2 separate regions of the Pungitius pungitius genome follow, and region 2 is linked to region 1. Evidence: chromatin contacts called from public Hi-C data. All regions are on one chromosome and are shown on one strand. The core of a region is the stretch at or near the end of the contact, and the rest is flanking DNA. Distances in the headings are between cores, read along the strand shown.

What was found. Hi-C and Micro-C count contacts between places; a contact is called where the count stands out from the background.
Region 2: a Hi-C map of muscle shows a contact between it and region 1, with 5 times the contacts expected there. The contact joins the promoter of commd10 here to the promoter of LOC119225551 in region 1. A contact is called at or near these places in 2 of 2 Hi-C or Micro-C datasets (both in muscle).

Annotation. Positions count from the first base shown.
Region 1 is chr5:3,435,339-3,441,251 of fPunPun2.1, reverse strand. LOC119225551 (dmX-like protein 1) reads left to right here and starts at 1,650. Exons shown (of 50, transcript XM_037483486.2): 1 at 1,650-1,994; 2 at 3,455-3,692; 3 at 4,830-4,955. The coding sequence starts at 3,606.
Region 2 is chr5:3,645,129-3,650,571 of fPunPun2.1, reverse strand. It overlaps commd10 (COMM domain containing 10), which reads left to right and starts at 3,056. Exons shown (of 7, transcript XM_037482806.2): 1 at 3,056-3,206; 2 at 3,968-4,058; 3 at 4,670-4,780; 4 at 5,364-5,443. The coding sequence starts at 3,178. It overlaps ap3s1 (adaptor related protein complex 3 subunit sigma 1), which reads left to right. Exons shown (of 7, transcript XM_037483254.2): 7 at 1,120-1,963.

The sequences.
Region 1 (5,913 bases), core at 401-2,900:
TTTCCTCATCATCACCATCCTGCCACGACGATGAATGTCGCCAACCTTCCTTAATGTCACTGCCACGTCACCCATTTGAATTATTCATAGTGACTGTCTTTCCCTCTTATCTCCTTGTGTGTTAATCGAGTAAGAAGCCTTCCACCCTTCTGTCCTCATTAATTTCCCATTCAACAGTGTTTTACCCATCAACGGTGGAGATAGGGTTGAATGTGCAGACATATTTACAAGTAGAATTTAAGAAGTTAGCTCCAGGCTAAATGTTATGTGGCCGAGATTATATCTAGCACTGTGTAAAGTCTTATAGTCAGCGTGCAGTCATCTTAATGATAGCCATGTGTTGTTTTGAATAAGGGAAAAGGGTAAGAAAGATGTTCATGAATAACGTAACAAGAACAACAAAAAATAACATCTGATCATAACACCTGAAATATAGTCCAGTTTAACCATCGTTTAGTCGTCTAAGTCAGTGGTTCTCAACTGGTCTGGCTCCGGGACGCACCATCACCCCTTAATGACAAGCCGCAACCCAAATCGATCGGTCAACGGGGGGTGTGCTAGCGGTTGTCTTTGCGGCGCCAACTGAAAACATGGACGTCCCTTCAAAATAAAATGAATTTTTATTTTGGGGGGATTTTTATTTTCCCATGCAACGGCCCACTAAAAACGGTGTCGCGACCCACCAGTTGAAAACCACTGGTCTAAGTAAACTAGAGTCCAGAGTATTGAGCAACAGTGACATCCTGTGGTTGCCTATGAGCTCAACACAAGGACCTTCCACTCGCCAACCACCAAATTTGTCCCTCATCTCAAAACTAGAACGGTGAGTAAATCATCAATTCAGATTGAATTTACATTGGACTACCAAGCATTGTAGAAATTTGATTGAAGACTAGAAAAATAAAAAGTTTAAAATCTCAGCAAATGGCAGATGAGCAGTTCCCAAAATGTATTGGGCCTATCCAAGTAAAGAGAGTATTGCTGACACAGAAACATAGTACCTGTATAAGATGATAAACAAACTTGGTTTGACACACACTCAATGCACATATGAGAGGGTTATTTTTAGTTCACAGTGAAACACTTTATTTTACTAGGACATTACTGTTAATGGTAAACAGACTGCTTGTACAGCACTTCTAGTCTTGTCACCGTTCAAAGTGCTTTGACACTACATGCCATGTAGCTTACCTGCCCATCGGTAACTAACATTCCCACCATTCACACATCCTAGTCCTAAGCGCCTACACTAGGTACAACCATTGTCTATATAGCAGGACTAATCAGTTTCTGCATTCCCACCGATCTGCGTTTACATAGTTAGTGTGTGCTTCGTCTGCTTGCTCATATTGACACTGCGGATGGGTTAAATGGTGGTTGCAAATCTATTAAATGTAGTTAGTAAAAGCAACTTTAAGCCCTTTAGGGTCACTGTTAAATAGGGAAATATGACTTATATTCAACTACATTATCACATTGCAGTTATGTATTAGAACCTCTTGACGGTAGGTTGAGCAATGTACTCCGCGTCTACAGAAAACCACAGTAAATAAAGTTCAACACAGCCACACCTGTGGTGTCCGCTGTAGCCTAGCCTTGCGCTGATATCACAGGAAAACTACAAGGACCACAATGCATTGCAGCGAAACGGTCATAATCATGACACATCTTCAACATAGGAAAAAGCTTCCCCTTGGAAGCGTTTTACTTGCTAACTTCGGGCAGACCCTGGCCCCTTCCCGCGGTTAGCGCTTGGAGAAGTATTTATAAAGCCGCTGGTCTCAGCCAGCAGATTGTCAGGCGGCGCGCGTGTGCCAAAAGAGACCTAACGTTTAGCTAGCGGTCTCGCTCAGGAGCTCGCTTAAAGAGAGCCTCGCAGGCTAGCGCGCGCTAACGCCAGCTAGCCGAGGAGACGTGACGTTTAGCGTTGGAGAGGTAACCTACATTCATCGAAGACACGGGCTTTGAGGGACATTACCAAGTAGATACACGGGGTAAGTAGCGCACCACTGTATTTAACATGGGATTGTGTTGCGGTGTTTGTGTCACTGATGAAACTGCAGTTGACGTTAGCCAAACTTGACAGCAAAGTTAGCCACAGGATTCGAACGACTTGAAAACGGGTAACGTTAGTTGGCTGTTGGCTAATGTGTCAAGTGTTTAAAATCATTGACACTTGACCACCTGTGTGTTTTTATCCGTACTGGTGTCACGGTGTTATCCAGACGTGGTGTCGTTTGGGCTCTTCGGTGTGTGCTGGCGTAGGAAACGTTTATCACGTGAGTCGCCACAGCACGGAGGACATAACGCGCGTCGCCCCCAGACGGAAACGAGCCCTACTCAACTGTGTATTGTTTGTCGTAGAAAACATTTCGACACCGTCGTCCTCTTGCTTAATAGACATTACGGTGATGTCACGTTTGAAATAATAAGTCATGTGCCTTGCCCCGAAACCGAAAGATTTCGCAGCTGAGACCGCAGTGTGCGAGTATGGCTTTGAGACGTAATGTGTGTTTTTAAAATGTTGGTCCCATTGTCAGGATACAGCACTTAACGTTAAGTCATGATTGGACCTATAACCGTATTGAGAAATCTCTTCCTGCGAAAATGTTTAGTGGACGAGCATTGTAAAACAAAGGTGTAAGGAGTAGACTGCTACTTGGTGCTGAATCACGTGGCTCCCTGGCACCTGCTCTGCACCCTTTTTATAAAGGCCGTTTAGTGTCTATTGGACAGACGGAGGTCTGTCAAAAGCCCAATCAAAACTTCTCAAATTGTAATCTAATTTAGCTATGGCACTCATACAATTGCTTCTTTTATATAGACATGACGTTATTTTCCAGTTGGGCAGTGGAGAGAAGCTGCTAGAACTTCTTGCCTTTTCAAGGTTTATACGACACAGGACTACAGCATCACCTTGCTTATTTCTTCTAGCTTCCTGAAAGGCCTCCCTACTATTTACCTGGCTGTTTTAAACCTGGTGGTTACTCCAATTCCTATACATGCTAATCCAGTTGAAACTGACCACATTAGAGAGGCAGTGAAGGAGCCCTTGATGATAACCAGCTGACACAAGTAGTACGAGTTTTACGGGTCATTCAGTCTTTAACAATGATCAAGTGACCGATGACGCCCATTTCCACTGTCTGTGTGCCGAATATGTTAAATGCTTATTTGCAGCGAGTTGTTTTACCATACTGCCAGCTTGTTTTCTTACAATGGTCCCATTGTGAGACAAATTCCATGCTGTTTTTGACTTTTCCAGAAAATCTTTCGGAACTCTTGATGCTCTGTATGCACACTATAATTCAATGGAAACAATTTGCAAACCATTTATTTCCTCCTCCCACATGCTGTCTGTTGAATCAATATCCATGTTTGTAAAATGTTCTAGGCTTGATGTGTACTGAACTAATACGTTCTGTTTTATGTCTCATCGTTGCCCTCTCTTCAGTACAGCAAGCCTGCAGAGACACTGAAGAGAATTTCCAGGATACAGACAAGGAACATGTCCTTCCTGTGGCTTCCCATGAATCTCACCTGGAGTGGAAGGGTGTTTTGAGAAGGGAGACTGCAAAAGGAACACAAGGAGACCCTTAAGAATCATGAATCTCCATCAGGTCCTCACAGGAGCTGTCAATCCTGGAGACAATTGTTTTTCTGTAGGGAGTGTCAACAATGTGCCATTCACGGTAAGATATTTCAGGCTCCCTGCAGTGCTGGTTAGCCAGGCGACTATTTCCTAATTCACAATGAGACTAAATAGATTAAACAATTATGTCACTGGAAAAGATTTTTCTGGATGGAAATGTCAATTCCCTGTTCTGACAGGTTATTCCCACGATTTAGATGTTGATTCTGGATTAAACCTACGCTAAGTAGATGACAACGTTTACAGTAGCCACACTTGGTAAACAAGACATTTGCTTTGTGAAATATAAGTTCTACTTTTTTCTCTCGGGTGAGGTAGCACACGTCCATTGTAAAGCCCTGCAGGAGGAAAATGCCATTAGTTTTGTCAACATCTCTCAGTTCTAAATTAACACAAAGGAGGGAAGGTACTAAACCAGTTGGGCTGGTGGCCTCATTTTTAAGTGTTGCATAGTCTAAACCCTCTTCTCACAAAAAACACCAAAAACTCTGAGCCTGTATATTATGCACAGTATGGAGACGGAAATTGGACAACACAAATTTGGTGAATTGATGCCAGTTTTTCTAAATTAAATACAGACACATTATTTTGTACAAATTGAAGATAACGGATAACCTGCCGTCGGGGGTTGTAGTGACCACTTAGGAAGCAGTCTGTGTGATCAAAGTACAAACATGAATATATAATTATAATGGGACCAATGTCATTGTTTATGTTTAGCTGCTGAATCATGTTTTAAGATCCTGCTCAAAAGTGCAAAAGCACTCTACTGCAGGACGTCCTGAAGGTCTTAGGACTGTGTGGCTGAAATACAAATGCATACCTGACAGATTTTGCCCTTTGTGGAATCAACGGCAACGCTGTGTGACACGACCGCGATTCTATTCAGAGAGTGGATCAATAGGAGAACTATTTATGTCTGCCTGTCCTCTCTTGAGGGAGATAGTCACGGTGAATCACGGCTCATGTGGCGATCTCCCTCAGAGAGAGCGACTGGAATGGAGCATTCAATTCTAATCTGATCTGCTTGTGCCCCAGAGCTGTCATACATTTGTGGTTTGATGCAATGACACTGGCTCCAGGACAAGTGAAGTTCACATGACCCCCCCCCCCCCCCCTCCTCCCCCTGTCGCCTCATGAGTGTAATCTTCAATCCCCCCGCTCTGTCTCTCGGTAGGCCTATGCATCGGGTTGTGACGTGGTGATTTTGGGCAGCGACTTTGAGCGACTGCAGATCATCCCCGGGGCCAAACATGGCAACATCCAGGTCTGCTGTGTCGACTGCTCGCTGCAGGGTGGAAAGGTAAGCGTAATGGACATGTACATGTACATTGCAGTTCAAAATGAATGTTTTAGTGGATTTATTCATGGCGTATCTGATATCAGTGGGAAGGTATATTCAAATGGAAACGGGATGGGGATTTTTATTTCTTGAGTTACATTTTGTTTTTTGATTGGAGGTCAATATTGTAGATCATTGGGTGGGTAAATAATTTGCTGCAAAAAGTGTTGCCATACACAAACTAGGAAGGACCTACAAATACTACAAAATAGTTCATACACAACTTTCAATGCCACCTAGTGATTTGAAAGAGCTCAAAAAGAGCCGTTTTTCACATCACAATGACCCTGAATGACCACACAGTCAGAGTTGAATGTGTAGTGGTCAGTGCAGTGTCTGCTGAATCATGTCTATCTGATGAATCCTGCCCAAACGTAGCTAAAAGACACCGTTACCCAATTTGGATTTAGACTGAATGCTTTTTTGCAGGGCACATCATTGTCAAGGTCTTTCATTTAGTGTTCACAGGTATTGACAACATCAATGTTTGTTTTAATTACCTTCTACTTCCTGTCATCCCATTGATGTGATGAAGAAATTCACAAAGTAGGGCACAGCAGGCACATTTGCTTATGTAATGACACTCGCCATTCATTTAATCACCCCAAAGTGGGTTGCTACAAACAAGATTTATGGTGATGTTTTTGTAATTTATATTAGATCTTGTACTTTTTCGGAGATGAGCTGCAGCGCAGGGAGACAGAATAGTTTGTGTATAGACTTGCTGCAAGATTAGTAAGATTACTACTAAATGTAGAACTGGTTCATTTTGGACTGGTTTTGGTGGGATTTTTCAGGTAGATCAAGTTGGAGGATGGGTAACTTTATATACTTCATTGTCGGGCTGCTAACATGCCTTTTTTTGATGTCCCTAGCAATGATTATGAGGACAAAGTAACCACTCTATCACATACTTGTT
Region 2 (5,443 bases), core at 1,807-4,306, 210 kb before region 1:
GTGGATGAACATTCCCGACATAGTTTCTGCGTACCATCACTAAATGGGTTACGTTTGAATGCGCTCCCAACAGCGCAACGACAACACACCGTTCTCTCTGATGGCTTAAACCCTGTGGGTCATTTTTGGGTTTGTCTGCTGAAGATTCCGTTCAGTGACTCTCGATTTCTGCACACGCTTGAGACAAAAACTTCTAGTAATTGCTGTTCCACAAATGTGTTTTATTGTTTAAAAAAAAAAAGCCAAACTATTCTCATAAAAACAGACAACCAGACAAAGCCGTTGCTCCTCAACGGTTTCATAATGAGATTCATTGTGTTGGAGTGAAGTGCCCTCCTTTTGTCCCTAAGAATAGATTTCCCATTGTAGAGTAGTACCACCTGGCTCACGGCCTCCTCATGTCATCAGTAGTTAACACAATAGAAGTGTCAATGGCACAATATTTGCCTTCTTCTACTCACAAGTGTGCACGGAGACAGCGAGTAGTGTGTTGTCTTTTTCAGAAGTAACTCCACCCACTAGAAGAAGAGTAACACTAGTGGCGTTATAGTTAATATTATGTGGACTCATTTTAAAAATCCAACACACACATTCTATACATACATACCTATCTATCCAAAAATCATTTCAGTCTTCACATCCAACCAAATCCATTTTTTTCTGCTTTACCCAATTCTTGCATTTCTGCCCCTAATCCGCCCTCGATAGTCCGCTGGGTTCACTTTCCAAAGCAGTGCTGCCTTTGTCCATTGGGCGAATGTCCAGTACATCAGAAATTAGCGGATGGTCTTAGTACAGTGTGTCCTCACAGTTGATTCATAATTGGCTCTGGTTGTGATGTAAGTCGTTATAGAACCCACTAATGCATGTGCATATGAAGCTATGAAGGCATCTGAATGTACATTTGCACTTGTCTGTCTTAGTAGCTGTCAATGCTTTTGCATTCTGTCAGCACTTCTGTTTTTTGGTTCTAGTACTTTCTTTAGAACAGTATGTGCGTTTGTGTCCATTGTTCAATGTGTTTCTATGTAACATGTGTTTTTTTTTTTTATTTTTATTTTTTTTATTCACTAATTTTATGTTATCTTATCAACCCTGTGTGTGTGTGTGTGTGTGTAGGCCGGTATTGCAGGAGCGCCTGCTCGTGCCGTGTCAGCAGTAAAGAACATGAACCTGCCGGAAATGCCCAGAAACATCAACATTGGTGACATCAGCATCAAAGTGCCAAATTTACCTTCCTTCAAGTAGTGGCAGCGAGGTCGTGGAGCTGCAGTCGGCCAATGTTTACCGCGATGCAATCTGCTTACCAAAACCTCAACTACTAACTTGTATCAAAACTACACAGCTTGATGGTCCCGTTTGACACTCCTTGCTTTGGTGTTACTTCTTCTTTTTTTTTCTCCTGTTAAACAAACAAAAAAGGTTTCAAGTGTTTTTTGTTTGTTCCTTCGGTTGGAAGGAAATCTGAAGTATTTATTTATTTGTGGTACATTCCTTATGCCTCGGTGGAGGTTGGCGTTAAGCTGCTACAGTACGGATCTGTGACAGTTTGTAACTGAAATGATTTCACTGACTCAAGTGTTTACTTAAGGAGACAGCGTGGCTGGTGGTGACGTTATGGGAAATTCTTTTTGGTTTGGTAATTCCAGACAAGAGAAATAAATCACTGAAGGTAAGAGCATGAAACTACTTCAAATATCAAATCAAAAAAGGTCTGCCACAGTATTGACATCTTCATGAATTACAGCTTGTTTGTAACCTCAGTGCAAAGAATAATATTCTATTACAGATATGCTGTGTGTGGAAATATGGATATATATATATATACTGAAATGATTTGCTCTTTTCTTATTTGTATGCAAAATATTTTTAAATGATTTATCATGTCTTATTAAATGATGTTAATTTTAATTTGCATGACTTTTCTTTTCTTTTTTCAACATAATAAACTGTCAAAACTCAACCTTGTGATTGCCTTATTGTGTTATTACTCTTATATTGTAATATTAATGTGTGTTCGATATGGAATACTTATCAGGCCATATTGCCATAGATGCAGCATATCATTACGTTGTCCCTAATGATGCACTCATGCGTTGTAGTCTAATAACTGCTTATTAAAGATATATATTTGTCAAAACTCTTTCCCTGGTCAGCCCATTCCTGCGCTTGAATTATTGCAGACATATACAGGGGGTACGGGTCTAAATACTACCATGTGATATTTCAGGTTTTCATTTAATACATTTGCAAAAATTTCAACATTTTTTTTTTCTGTCAAGATGGGGTGCTGAGTGTACATTAATGAGAAATTAAAATGAACTTTTATCTGCAATGAAACTGAAAAATTGAAAGGGGTCTGAATACTTTCCGTATTCTGTAACCTGACAACCTATGATTTCTTATTGATGAATCCACAGACACACAAAACATTAATAATTTAATAATGTCGACATAGGGACTTTATAAAGGGTATCCTTTCCATATTAAGCTTCGTAGTACTGCTAAAATGTATTTTACTACCTCTATATTTAAGATGAAAATGTAATTTATACTTTCATGCATTTACTTAATAGGATGCAGTATTACTCTTCCACATTGTCGAACAAAAATGAAATGGTTGTCAGTGACTAATATGTAATAATATAACACATAAGAGTTTTTAAAGTCAACATAGGCTAATAGAAGTTTTGTGCCGTTACATTAGCACTAATTGTGTTATTTTCTAATACAGGTTGTATAATACAACTTAAGTGCGCCTATTTGTAGCATAGCTGTAAAACAACGACGCTTCCGTTGTCGCGCATTTGTTGCCGCTCTGTTTGTCCATCGCTTATTCCGTAGTTACTCCTGCAGCAGATACTTTAAGGTGCGCAGCTTTTACGCAGCTTTTACTGCAACGACTTCTATTGCGCGGTCACAGTGACCTTTGCTGTTGACATTGTGTTACAAACCATCATTCACACACTCTCGAACTCACAATCACTTCAAAATAAATTAACTTGTAGTTAATGTATTTGTCTCTCTCCTGCACTTTGCTGCGCATAATGGCGCAGCTTTGAGTGTCATGGGACTAGTCTCGTGACAACAGGAAGAAGGAACGACACCGAGGATGCTGCTTCTGCTTTAACACATTTCAACAGTTCATTTTTCATTTGCAGGAAGCAACAATCAACAATGACTTCTTTTATAAAAGAAACAGAGAGGTGAGCCGCTTTTAGATTGTATTTAGAGAAAGTAAATCCTTACTGTAACGTTTGCTTTCGTGACAATACCTGTAGCCAAATCCCGTAAAAGGTTCCCGGTATTGGGATTTGTTGCGTTAATGGACCTTTGCAAAAACCTCACACTAGCTTTGGAAGGGGTTTTGTAGCTGCTGTCCTCATTAAGCTTTGCATTTCTACATTTTTGCAAATTACTTTGCAAACTAAAGTTTTTTTGCCTCCAAAACATGTAGCTATGATGCACTTTTTTAAAAACTAGATGGAGAGGGGCAATCAGACCTGTAACTTCCAACACTTTGCAGGGTTGGAAGTTGTGTGATCCAGCGTGACGATGTGGTGTGCGCGTGGAAACCTCTTAAATGTAACAGAACTGATCATTTGAATTGGAAAATTAAAAAAAACATTGTTGTTTGCCAGAGACAAAATCTAATGTTTTTCAATGTAAGAGCTCTCCATATGATAGAATATTTAAAAAATAATAACGTCCCAACGGAACCTATTGCAATATATAGCCACTACTGTATATGATGCTATAGGGTGTCACTGCTGTATTGCTTATAGTTCATGTGTGTTTGTTGTCAGTGTATAGATGTGCCTTTGAAACAAACAGCCAGCGTGACGCACCAGTCATGTATGACATCGTACTCTGGCGGGGAGCCGTGAATTTGTTTATTAACTAAAAGATCAGAGTGCTTTCTACGCAGCCGCCATCAACACTCACCACCCTTCTCTCTCCGAAACAGCATAAAAGAAGCGGTGACTTTCATCAACGCGATTGATGTGAACAAGTTCTCCAGGCTGATCTCCCGCATCACTCAAAAGCTTCATCTGAAGGTGTGGAGACTGCACACGCTGTAAACCGAGCCAAAGACGAGAGGCTCTCGCTGCAAAGCTGTAGTGCCACAGAGAGCGGCGCATGCATAATGACTCACTGGAGCATCAGTCACACTCTGCTCTAATGAATGCACTCACATGCCTGACACTGTTCACACAGGCTTTTCACAACATTTTACTGGCTGTCAGATTTCCAGTCAGTAATGCGAAGAACAATGTACACGTTGAGTTCTTTTTTTTGTTGCAGTGTTGAGGGAAACTAACACACTGTTTGTTTAAATGAGAATATTTTAAAGACATAAAAACCTGTCAAAGCACAGGTGTACCCCGACTAGTTTGACGTGGCTTCCTGTTACACATCATACGTAGAGACACTGCTAATGTTAATTTTGCGGAAAAGATGTGTTCACACGGCGTAAACGTGCGTAATGTCCAAATTGAATTTGAACTGTTGGACATTACCTGGGTGTCAGAGGCCAGAATACATATCTATTCTAGAAATATATCATATTCGTGTATTTTGAAAGGTTGTTGCATATCAGTCAAATATTTGCTTTTCATTCATTCTTGAAGTTCTTGAAAACACAGAGTGAATCATGTCGTCTCCACAGGGTGAGCGGACATTCAGTGAGGAGGAGGAAGAGAAACTTCAATCTGCGCTCTCATTGGATAAACAGGCTCTGAATCTAGTCCTGGAAACCGCTGCCTTTATATTGGAGCAGGTGAGGGGGGGGGGGGGAAGGGGCCGCGGTCATCTGACATTTGTCTGTGGGTTTTATTTTTCTTCATAGCGTAATTTGTCTAGATATGAGTTATTTGTGAAAAATAAGTTGTATTTGTTAATACTGCACATTTACTTTTCTTACTTAAATATAATGACTTTGAGGGTTCAACATTAGGTATTAGCTGTTCTGCAAACAATGTTCTGTATGACCACAATACTTTAGCACCCTCCAATTATTTTATTTCAGTGCAGACAGACCATTGATATTTACCTCTAGGAAACCAAAAAACAATTATGTAAAATAACTATTTTTCTGCTTTGCTAAAATATATATTTTTCCCAAAGAACGCCAGACAGATAGAAATTGGCCCGTAGCTTTAGTCTCTGTTAGTGTGGATCACGTTGTGAGCCAATTTCTCCAGCAGGGGTCGCTGTTGTATCATCAGTTTACCGTTGTTAGGTGTCTAGAGTTGCGTAGGTTACAGACTAACTTGCAAGTTGCAGCTAACTGTGTAACCGATAAGACTCGGTGGATGGCGGGTAAAGCTACTGCTCTGACCCGGGTCTCCCCTCCTCTTTAGGCGGTGTATTATAATGTGAAGCCGACCTCTCTGCAGCAGCAGCTGGAGGCGGTTCATCTAAACCCTGAAAAGGCCGAGGT